2 separate regions of the Mustela erminea genome follow, and region 2 is linked to region 1. Evidence: chromatin contacts called from public Hi-C data. All regions are on one chromosome and are shown on one strand. The core of a region is the stretch at or near the end of the contact, and the rest is flanking DNA. Distances in the headings are between cores, read along the strand shown.

Region 1 (4,524 bases), core at 995-3,494:
AAAAAGCAAAACCACACAAATACAGAACCTAATGCACATTTGAAACTTTTGTACGATCAGTTTACGTTTGCAGTTCATGACTGGGACCCTTACAACTCCTAATTTTGATTTCCAAGTACATAACTTCACACAATTGGTTATCTCCACTGCCCCCCCGCCGAAAGTGAGTACAAACAGCAAAGAAAATGCCTCTGCTCTCCCCCAACCTAAAACCCCAGAGTTTCAGACATTTTAGTTTCACACCAAAGAAATGGAAGATGTAAAATGAACTGCGCTCCATATTGATTCTTAAGGCAAATAAAAAAGGGGGGGAGGCTAGGAATGGGAGGTAAAATAATTCGAACCAAATTTCAGGTTTGACGTTAAACCTAACGTCAAACCTGAAATCTTGGGTCACACATACACACAAATAAAATCGAGATTTTTTTTAATACTCTCATCCTCAACGGAAAAACCTGTTCAAAAAAGAGAAAACCTTGAAAAGGAAGAGTGGAAAGTAGAGAAAACAGTAAGTGCAATAGAGGAGAAAGGATTCGCAATTCCTCATTTCTCAACAACAAAAAATTCAAAGCAAAATTGCATTAAAAAAGCCCTTACACACAAATGCACTGGCATTTCAAAAATTAAACTGCATGGGAGCAACAATAAAGGCTATTTCCATAGCACCACTCAAGAGCTCTAATTCCAGAACACACATCTATATGACATAGTGTTGCAACCAATGTATTAGGAAGCAAAGAAAATGGTTGGGCTACTGGACGTCTTCGACCAGCTCATTCAAACACCTTTGAAATTAATGAAGAAGCAGAGAACTAAGAAAGAAAGAAAAAGGAAGAAAATATGGAAGAAGAAGGGTGCACGGAGCAAAAAAGATTAAGGGGGATGTGGAAGGCCAGGGCTCCCGGGACTAACCTGTGCCATCGCTGGCCGACGCCGAGAGGGCCGGAGATGAGAGTTTAGGCCGCTTGGCTGAAGGCGGCCCCGGTTCCACCACATTCTCGGCCATTTTTAATTCTTTCGGAGATACAAGCGAGGAAAACGAGAATCCTCGGGAAATCTCTTCTTGGGCCAGGGCTCCCCGCCCCGTTCCCTGGGGTGGGCTCGGGGGGCTCCGCCGGCCCCCGAAAGGGGTGGGGGAAGTTCCTTTTTCTCTTCGCTGGGTCGCGGTGGCTGGAGAGGGATGCCGACTCGATAAAGGTAGGGGCAAGTGCGAGGGGCCGGGCCTGGGCCCAGGCCCGGAGGAGGGCACAGGAACACAAATCCGCCGAGCGCGTCCGCTGCGGCGAATTCCCGAGAACTCGCGGCTCTAGAGGCGCAGTCCCCGGCCCGCCACGGCCGGCCCCTGCCCAGCCGAGGTCTCTCGGAGCTCCGCCGCCGCCATCAGCCTCTTCCTCCTCGGCGCTGTCCTCCTCCTTCTCATCGCCACAAGGAGGCGGGGGCGAAAAGGGGGGAGAGGAGGAGGCGACGAGAGACACTCACCTCCTCCCGGTGCCCCCTCCCGGACCTGCGCCCCCACCCTCCGAGCCCTCCTCCTGCCGCCGCGCTCCGCGCCGCCGCCGCACCGGCCCCTAATGGCCGCAGAGAGCTCGCCCGAGCCGAGAGCCAGGCTGGCGCCGCCGCCTCACATCGCGCGGCGGGCGGCGGAGGCGCGGCGAGGACGCCGGGCGCGGAGCTCGCCGGTCCAGAGGGCCGAGGGGGCCGGGCCGAGCAGCGCCGCCCGCCCGCGCCGACGCCGAGCCCACCGAGGAGGCCCCGCTCCGGCGGGCGGCGCAGGCGGCCTCTCCTCGCGCCGCGCTCTCCTCCTTCGCCCTCCTCTCCCGCGGCACAGAAATAAATACGGCCGCCGCTACGGCCCCCACCCCCGGCGGCCAGGTGCCGGGAGCGCCCGCCCCCCGGGGCTCGGCTCGGGGCCGCCCTCGGCGGCGGGCGAAGGCGCCGCGGGGCGCGGGGTTATGTAATGGTCCCCCCTAGGCGTCGACGCCGGCCCGGCTGCCGGGCCGCGGTGGGGGTGTGTGCGGACGGGAGGGGGCTGGGGTCGCCTCAGCCCGTGCGCCCCGGGCCCCCTGCCACTGTCTCGGCCCCTGCCGCCTCTCTTCGGCCCGGCTCGCCTCCGCACTCTGGCTCCCGCAGTTCGCACTCAGCCCGGCGTCCCGCTTGCCCACTCTCGCCCGCTCCCTCTCGCCCTCTCTCCCCCCCAGCCTAGCACACAAACAAGATGGCGGCTGTTGTTTCTTCCCTCTGCCGAATCCTCCTTACAGGCTAGCGGTAGCAGCGGCGGCCGGAAATGAGCCAAGGGGGGGTGAAAAAAAGGGGAGGGGTTGGGCCTCCGGAGGGAGGTGGCGAGGGGGCGGGGCCTGGGCCCGAGCCGCTCACACAATGGGGGAAGAGGACCCGGGGGCGGGGCCAGTTCCAATCACGGGATCCGCCCAAGGCCCCAACACGGTTGGCGCTTCCGCAAACTCCCCCGGCGTCACCCGGTGGCTCCCTTTAAAGGGGAGGACTTGGCGGCAAGGGGGGGGGCTCGGGGGCCGACTCGGGATCTATTTTCAGTCGGTGGACACTTGCGGGGGAAGGTGCCTGGGTTGGGTCTCTGCGTAGGGGACCGGTGGGAACGGGGAGTGACGGAGCCCGGGAGCTGCACTGGGGAAGGCGCCAGGTCACGGCGCAGGTGGCCGAATAGGAGCGCCGTGGGGATGGCCCTGCGTCCCGGGTCCTTGGGCGGCCAGTCTTCCGAACCCCAGTGGATTCAACCAGGCAGGGGGTACCCCGTCGTCGGCCAGTGTTTCTGGTGAGAGACCCAGTGCGTCCTCTCTCCTCCATCTCTCTCCCAGAGGGAACGGTTCACATCCAAAAATTCACACTGATTATGAGTTGTTTCCCTTTTCTCCAAATTTTACACTTTGTTTTACAATAAGCCTATATTATTTTGATAATCAGGAAACAAAAATCACAGTGGTGGGAAGACGCTGTAGGACCAGACCTAAATTCGCTTCTAGCCCACCACGTGTCCGCTTGCCCCTACCAGGTACCTCTTTCACCAAGGGAGACGAATTATTTTTCTGAATACAGCTGAGATCTGAGGACATTTTATGCTGGTACTTTTCCCCCACCCCCAGTAGGCTAGTTCAATAAAAGAGGTACGTTTAGGTAGTGCCTTAAAGATAATGCAGATACGGAAAAGGGCAAAAACGTAATGTGCTAAAGATAATCTAAGCTTGGACAAAAGCAAAATGTAACTAGGGAGGAAAATTCTTGAATATAAATAAAGTGTGTGCAAAACATAGTTTTGCAGAGGAGGGCCTTGCCAGCATGCTTTCACATTCCTACACATTATGGGATTCCGCTGTGTTTGGCCTTGGGTAAATTGGTACTTGAGGAGGTGGCAAGGTTGTTAGTGTTCCCCAAGGAAACCCCCAAACCAGTATCTATGGAGATAGTTAAAAGCTTTTTCACATATTTCAAATCTCATTGCTCCTTAGTTGGTGTGTGCTTATTGTTGAATTCACGTTGGTGGTGGTGGTGGTTTGCTCTTTAAAGTGAATGGGGGGAGTAAGAAGCTAGCAGAGATGATATCCGTGGAGCAACTCAGATTACCAACAAGGATGAGTTCTGTCCTGTGAAGTTCAGGCCTAATTCACCACAATCAAAGTAGAAAAGCAGGTAAATTGAAAAGGTGCTTTAAGAAAGTTGGTTTTGGATGGATTCAGCATGTGCGACTAAGGTCAAAATGGGCCTGCAGGAATGATTCAATTATTTCTGATAGTTTATACCCACCTTTGCAGTAAAGAGGACATAGGAAAGAGATGTGGACAACACCTGGAAACCTGACTGGTAGTTTTCTTCTGGAAGGTTGCTCACCCAACTTTTTGAAGAGTTTCTGACCTTCGGAAAAAGATTTGCCTCGTTTTGCCAAGGATTCAACCTGAATTTAAGCAGCATTCAAACATAACTGGCCTGCCTGGCCAAAAGTACCTTAGGACTAGGTAAAGGAAGCCTATCCAAGAAGATCTGAGGACCATCTCATGAGAAAATTCTGCAAAAAGGAGAATCAGGAGCCATGGACCTGCCCAGAGGGAAGGCTCCACAGTAAACAGAGTTCTCAGCCTCCTGCTCCTTCCCGGGATTTGTGCCTCGGGGTGTTCACCCAGGACCTGGAGTCAGCAGCATTGAAGAGGGCTGGAGAAATGAGCGAGGGTCCCACGAATGCAATCAAGATGAGACTTCAGTGGCTCCTGGGTTGGCCAGTTGTTAAGCATCTGCCCGGCCTTGGGCTCCCTGCTCGATGGGACTCCTGCTTCTCCCTCTCCCGCTTCCCCTGCTTGTGTTCCCTCTCTCGCTGACTTTCTGTCAAATAAAATCTTAAAAAAAAAAAGGGGGGGTGCGCCTGGGTGGCTCATTGGGTTAAGCCTCTGCCTTTGGCTCAGGTTATGATCTCAGGGTCCTGGGATTGAGCCCCACGTAGGGCGCTCTGCTTGGCAGGGAGCCTGCTCTTCGCCTCCCCCGCCCCTGCCTGCCTCTCTGCCG
Region 2 (5,288 bases), core at 2,591-5,090, 140 kb after region 1:
TATATATATATATATCAAACAAACAAAAAACCCAGCAACTAGAATAGAAAAGATCCAGCCCAAGAACCCTACAAACTGGTGGGGGAGCTGCTGGAAGTCTCTCTGGGTCAGAGGGGCTGGCAAGTACTATGGTTTACACTCTCCTCCACCTTGACAGTGTGAATGGAAGCAGGATCTCCCACACCATCCCCAGGCATCCAACCAAGGTAGCCCCAGTGCAGGGCACACCGGGACACCCCTGGTCAGTGCTCACTGTAGCTCCAATTATCTTGCCAAGGTGACAAAGGTGCAAAGCACCCTGGAACACTGCAAACCTGCACCACTTCAGCTCCAGAGGACTCGCCTGGGCACTGCTGGGGCACAGTGCCCCAGGACACCCTGGCCCATGTCTGCCTCTACCCCAGCCTCCCTGCTAGGGTGCTCTTGCATGGAGTGTCCTGGGACACTCCAGCTTGCACCCACTTCAGCTGCAGCTGTCCTGCCAGTGTGTCCACAGTGCAGAGAGCCCCAGAACAGCACCAGCCTGTGCCCACTTTAGCTGCAGCTGTCCTGCCAAGTATGCCACCTGAGCCAAGAGCCCTGGGACTACCTGGGCCCACACCTATTTCAGCTCTGGTCATCCCACCAGGGAAGCCTCCGCACAGAGTGCCCTGGGACCTCCCACCCACACCAGCCACAGCTCTAGGCAGCCAGCCAGTCTCCAGGCTCTTAAAGTCTACATAGAGGATGACCATACACAAGATCATTCCATTAAGTTTAGGAGACAGGTGCTCCACCTGACTCATAAAAACAAACACAGAAAGTCAAGCAAAATGAGGAGACAGGAATATGCTCCAAAGGAAAGAACAGGACAAAACCTCAGAAAAAGAACTAAATGAAATGGAGATAAACAATCAACCTGATAAAGAGTTCAAAGTAAAGGTCATAAAGATGCTCAGGAGACTGGAGAGAAGTGTTAGAGCTTAGTGAGAACTTAGTGAAGAGATAGAAAACACAAAAAGGAATGATTCAGAGCCGAAGAACACTAACTATAATGAAAAAAACAAAAAAACAAAAAAAATTCCAAAAAACTACGCCAGAGGGAATTAGCAGATCAGAAGATGCAGAACAGATCAGCAACTTGGAAGACAGGATGATGGAAAGCACCCAAACTGAAGAACAAAAAGAATAAAGAATGAAAAAAGATGAGAATAGGTTAAGGGATGTCTTAGGCAGCACAGAGTCCCAGAAGGAGAAGGGAGAAAGAAAGGGGCAGAAAACTTAATTGAAGAAATGACCTGGGGTAGGAAACAGACATTCAGCTTCAGGATGCACAGGGAGTTCCAAACAAAATGAACCGAAGGAGGTCCACATCAAGACACATAATTATAATGCGAAAGATGAAAGATAAAAATGCTGATTCCTCACCTAGAACTATGAAATTAAAAGTTCTGAGAGTAGGCATGAAAATCTGCATTAAATAACAATCTCCATGTGACCTTATGCTTCCTAAAGTTTTAAAGAGTTACTTGATATTAGACTTATAGATGTGCATCACCCCTAAAAATTTCTTCATGACCTTTAGATTCCCTCCCTCTCATCCCTCTTCACCCTGGACTTGGTTCCAGGTAACCACTAAAATCTGCTTTGGTCAGTGTGGGTGAGCTTGCATTTTCCAGGATTTGTCTAAATAGAACCATACAGTATGTATGTACTCTTGCTATGGTCTGATTTCTTTCAGGTGACAAAATCATCTTTTTAAAAAAATTATACATAGGGGCACCTGGGTGGCTCAGTTGGTTAAGCCTCTGCCTTTGGCCCGGGGTCATAATCTCAAGGTCCTGGATGGAGCCCCACATCCAGCTCTCTGCTCAGCAGGGAGCCTGCTTCCCCCTCTCTACCTGCTGCTGCTCTGCCTACTTGTGATCTCTCTCTCTGTCAAATAAATAAAAAATTAAAGAAATTATACATATATTTTATTTTTTTTAAAGATTTATTTGACAGAGATCACAAGTAGGCAGAGAAGCAGGCAGAGAGAGAGGAAGCAGGCTCCTTGCTGAGCAGAGAGCCCGATGTGGGGCTCGATCCCAGGATCCTGAGATGATGACCTGAACTGAAGGCAGAGGCTTTAACCCACTGAGCCACCCAGGCGCCCCAATACATATATTTTAAAGATTTTAGTTATTTATCTGAGAGAGGGAGAGAGCATGGGTTGGGGGGGAGGGGCAAAGGGTGAGCAGACGCCCCACTGAGCAGGGAGCCCACTGTGAGGCTCTATTCTAGGACCTTGGGATCTTGACCTGAGCAGAAGGCAGACATTTAACCCACTGAGCCACCCAGGTGCTCAGGCAGCATAATTGTCTTGAGATTTACCCAGGCTGTAGTGCTGGTCAATAGTTCTTCCACTTTTACCACTGAGTTATATGGCTGTATGTTTACATGTTAGTCCATTCACCTGTCTAGGGACATTGTGATGGACTGTTTCCAATTTGGGGCTATTATAAATAAAGCTGCTATGAATATTCCTGGAAGAAAAAAAAATACCTCGTTTTTTTCAGTATGACCTTTTGCCAAGCTGACTTTTATAAGGTGTGTTGCATCAGTTAGCAACTTGATGTAAAATGATAAAATAGCAGAAAAGCTGTCAATTACTACAAGTTAAATTTTAGTTAGAATGCTATTTAACTTTGTTATCTTCTGTATCAGGAGATCTTCCGATTTATACTCTGGTCTCCCCTGTTAAAAAAAAGAAAGAAAAGACGTGGATTTTATTGGGAGAGGGTTTATACACTGTAACTTTATTATTTGTGCACTCATAAAATGACAAAATCCGTTGGCCTTCTGATAACGTTCCTCGCCCTCTCCCTGCTGTTTCAAGTCTTGGGTTGGGGGCAAGGCTCACCTAGAAGTCATGATCAGCGGGTTTCTGGTTCAGCCTGTGGGACGCACAGGTGGGAAGTGGGGGACAGGAGGGGGAAGGGTAGAAGGGACAGGAGGGGTGAGGAGGGGAAGAGAGGGGGAGGAGAAGGGAGCGGAACCACGGAGAGAAGGGGTAGGGTAGGGGGAAGGGAGGGGTAGAGAGGAGAGAAGGGGTGGGGCAGATGGAAGGGAGGGGTTAAAGGGAGAGGAGGGGTGGGGCGAGGGGGGAAGGGCGGGGTAGAAGGGAGAGGACGGGAGGAGGAGTGGAGGGAGGAGGGGGGGAGGAGTGGAGGGAGGAGGGGGAGGGGAGTGGAGGGAGGAGGGGGAGGGGAGGAGTGGAGGAGTGGAGGGAGGAGGGGAGGAGGGTGTGGGGAGGTGTGGAGGCAGGGAAAGGGGTACGGGAGGGATCGCAGGGTACGGGAGGGATGGGGGAGCAGGGAGGGGAGGATGACCTCGAGGGAGGGCGGGTGTTTCCTTCCTCTCCCCTTCGCACCCCGCGCCGTCCGTGCGGTCGCCCCCCGCCAGCGGGCAGGCCTTGGCTGGCGCCGCTTCCGAGCTGACCCGAGCTCCGGGAGGTGAGAGGCGCCGGCCGGGGCTCCGCCGCCGTCTCGGGTCTGTCGGATTTCGGGCCCCGGATCCCGCTCTCCTGCGCTTCCAGCCCCGGTGCGGCCAGTTCCTCGCCTCCTTGCGCGTCTCCTGTGCGGCCTGCGGAGCGACTTCCGTCTTCCCGACGGGCTCCCGCGGGCTCCCGCTGCCCCTCGGACTTCGGGGGCTCCGTGTGACCGCGGCTCTCGGCTCCCGGACGGTCTCAGAGCCGGAGATACTAGCGCGGGGCCGCATCCTCGGTCGGACTGCCGACGTGCGGCGACAGAGGGTGACACACTAGCCCCGTCCAGGGAGGTCGCGTGAGCTGGCGAGAGGCGGCGGGCGAGGCGCCGTCGGTGCGGAGGAGGCGGGAGCGCGGGGGCGCGCGGGCGTCACGGGGAAGGCGGAGGGCGAGGGGAGCGCGCGAGCGAGAGCGCGCGCGAGGAGGGGCTGTTTTCCTGGAAAATGGAGGGGCACCTAGGGCGCCCATTGTGAGGAGGGGAAGGTCCTGAAACGGTGAACAGAGTGGAGGTGGTTTGGGTTGCGCTGTGCGAGTCAGCCCGCCGCCCAGAAAAGCATCGGACCCTGGAGCGGGGACCCCGGCCGCCCTCACCCGCTGCGCGGCCCAAGGCAGGGGGCTGCCGCTGTGAGGGGCTCGGACGGAGTCACCCACAGCCTGTTCACCGCCGCCGCTCGGAGCCCGTGAGGGCGCGGCCGCCCGGGCTTCGCTGGCTCCGCGCGGCGCGGCGGCGTGACACGCTCTGAGGCCGGCGCTGCCGATGTGCGGCGCTGGCCGGCGGGTTCCCCGTACGCGTCTCTTCGCCCCCAGTAGCCCTGCTCTTTCAGCCACTTGTGACACAGTTTCCTGGTAACTCTCACCCGGGTATATCGTTTTTAAAAAAAACAGGTAACTCAGGACACCTGGGTGGCTCAGTTGGTTAAGCCACTGCCTTCCGCGGAGGTCATGGTCCCGGAGTCCTGGGATCGAGTCCCGGCTTCGGGCTCCGGGCTCTGCGGGGAGTCTGCGTCTCCCTGTGACCCCCCCCCCGCCCCCCGCCACTTCATGCTTTCTCTTTCTCTCTCTCAAATGAATAAATAAAATCTTAGAAAAAAAAAGATTAAAAAAATAGGTACCTCCAAGTACACGTGACATCTCAGACTAGTCTGATTATGGCACAGACCGGGAGATTACAAACTTCTGTTATTGGGTGATGCCGATTTAGCATTTTATTAATTCTTATTTTAATTATTTCCATACTGGTGCTCCTTTCAGCGGCACATATACCAAACTGGAATGGTACAGAGAAGACTGGCATGGGCCCTGCGCAAGGACGACATGCAAATTCAGGAAGCATTTAATTTTCTTTTTTTAAGATTTTATTTATTTATTTGACAGACAGAGATCACAAGTAGGCAGAGAGGCAGGCAGAGAGAGAGGAGGGAGCAGGCCTCCCCGAGGAGCGGAGAGACCGATGCGGGGCTTGATCCAGGACCCTGGGATCATGAGCTGAGCTGAAGGCAGAGGCTTCAACCCACTGAGCCACCCAGGCGCTCCCAGGAAGCATTTAATTACTTAAATACTCAGTCTGCCTTTAGTTCTTGTCTTTCCCTTGCTCATATGCTAATATAATCATTTTTCTAGTAAAAAAAAATTTTTTATGTGCAGCTAAATGGACAATTTACCATTTTAAACATCTTTCAAGTGTACGGTTCAGTGACTTTCCGTGTATTCCGTCTTCAGAACTTTGTCATCTTCCCTTACCAGACTGTCCCCATTAGACAATACCTCCCCACTCCTCCGCTCC

What was found. Hi-C and Micro-C count contacts between places; a contact is called where the count stands out from the background.
Region 2: a contact with region 1 is called in a Hi-C map of spleen, with 3 times the contacts expected there. The contact joins the promoter of LOC116592330 here to the promoter of EP300 in region 1. A contact is called at or near these places in 2 of 3 Hi-C or Micro-C datasets (fibroblasts and spleen).

What each region holds. Positions count from the first base shown.
Region 1 is chr6:7,473,439-7,477,962 of mMusErm1.Pri, forward strand. It overlaps EP300 (histone acetyltransferase p300), which reads right to left and starts at 2,245. Exons shown (of 31, transcript XM_032346158.1): 1 at 913-2,245. The coding sequence starts at 1,006.
Region 2 is chr6:7,611,861-7,617,148 of mMusErm1.Pri, forward strand. It overlaps LOC116592330 (nucleolar and coiled-body phosphoprotein 1-like), which reads right to left and starts at 3,841. Exons shown (of 2, transcript XM_032345584.1): 1 at 3,351-3,841; 2 at 2,757-2,915. The coding sequence starts at 3,738. The coding sequence ends at 2,911. LOC116594588 (a small nuclear RNA gene) reads left to right here and starts at 4,744; the gene lies at 4,744-4,849.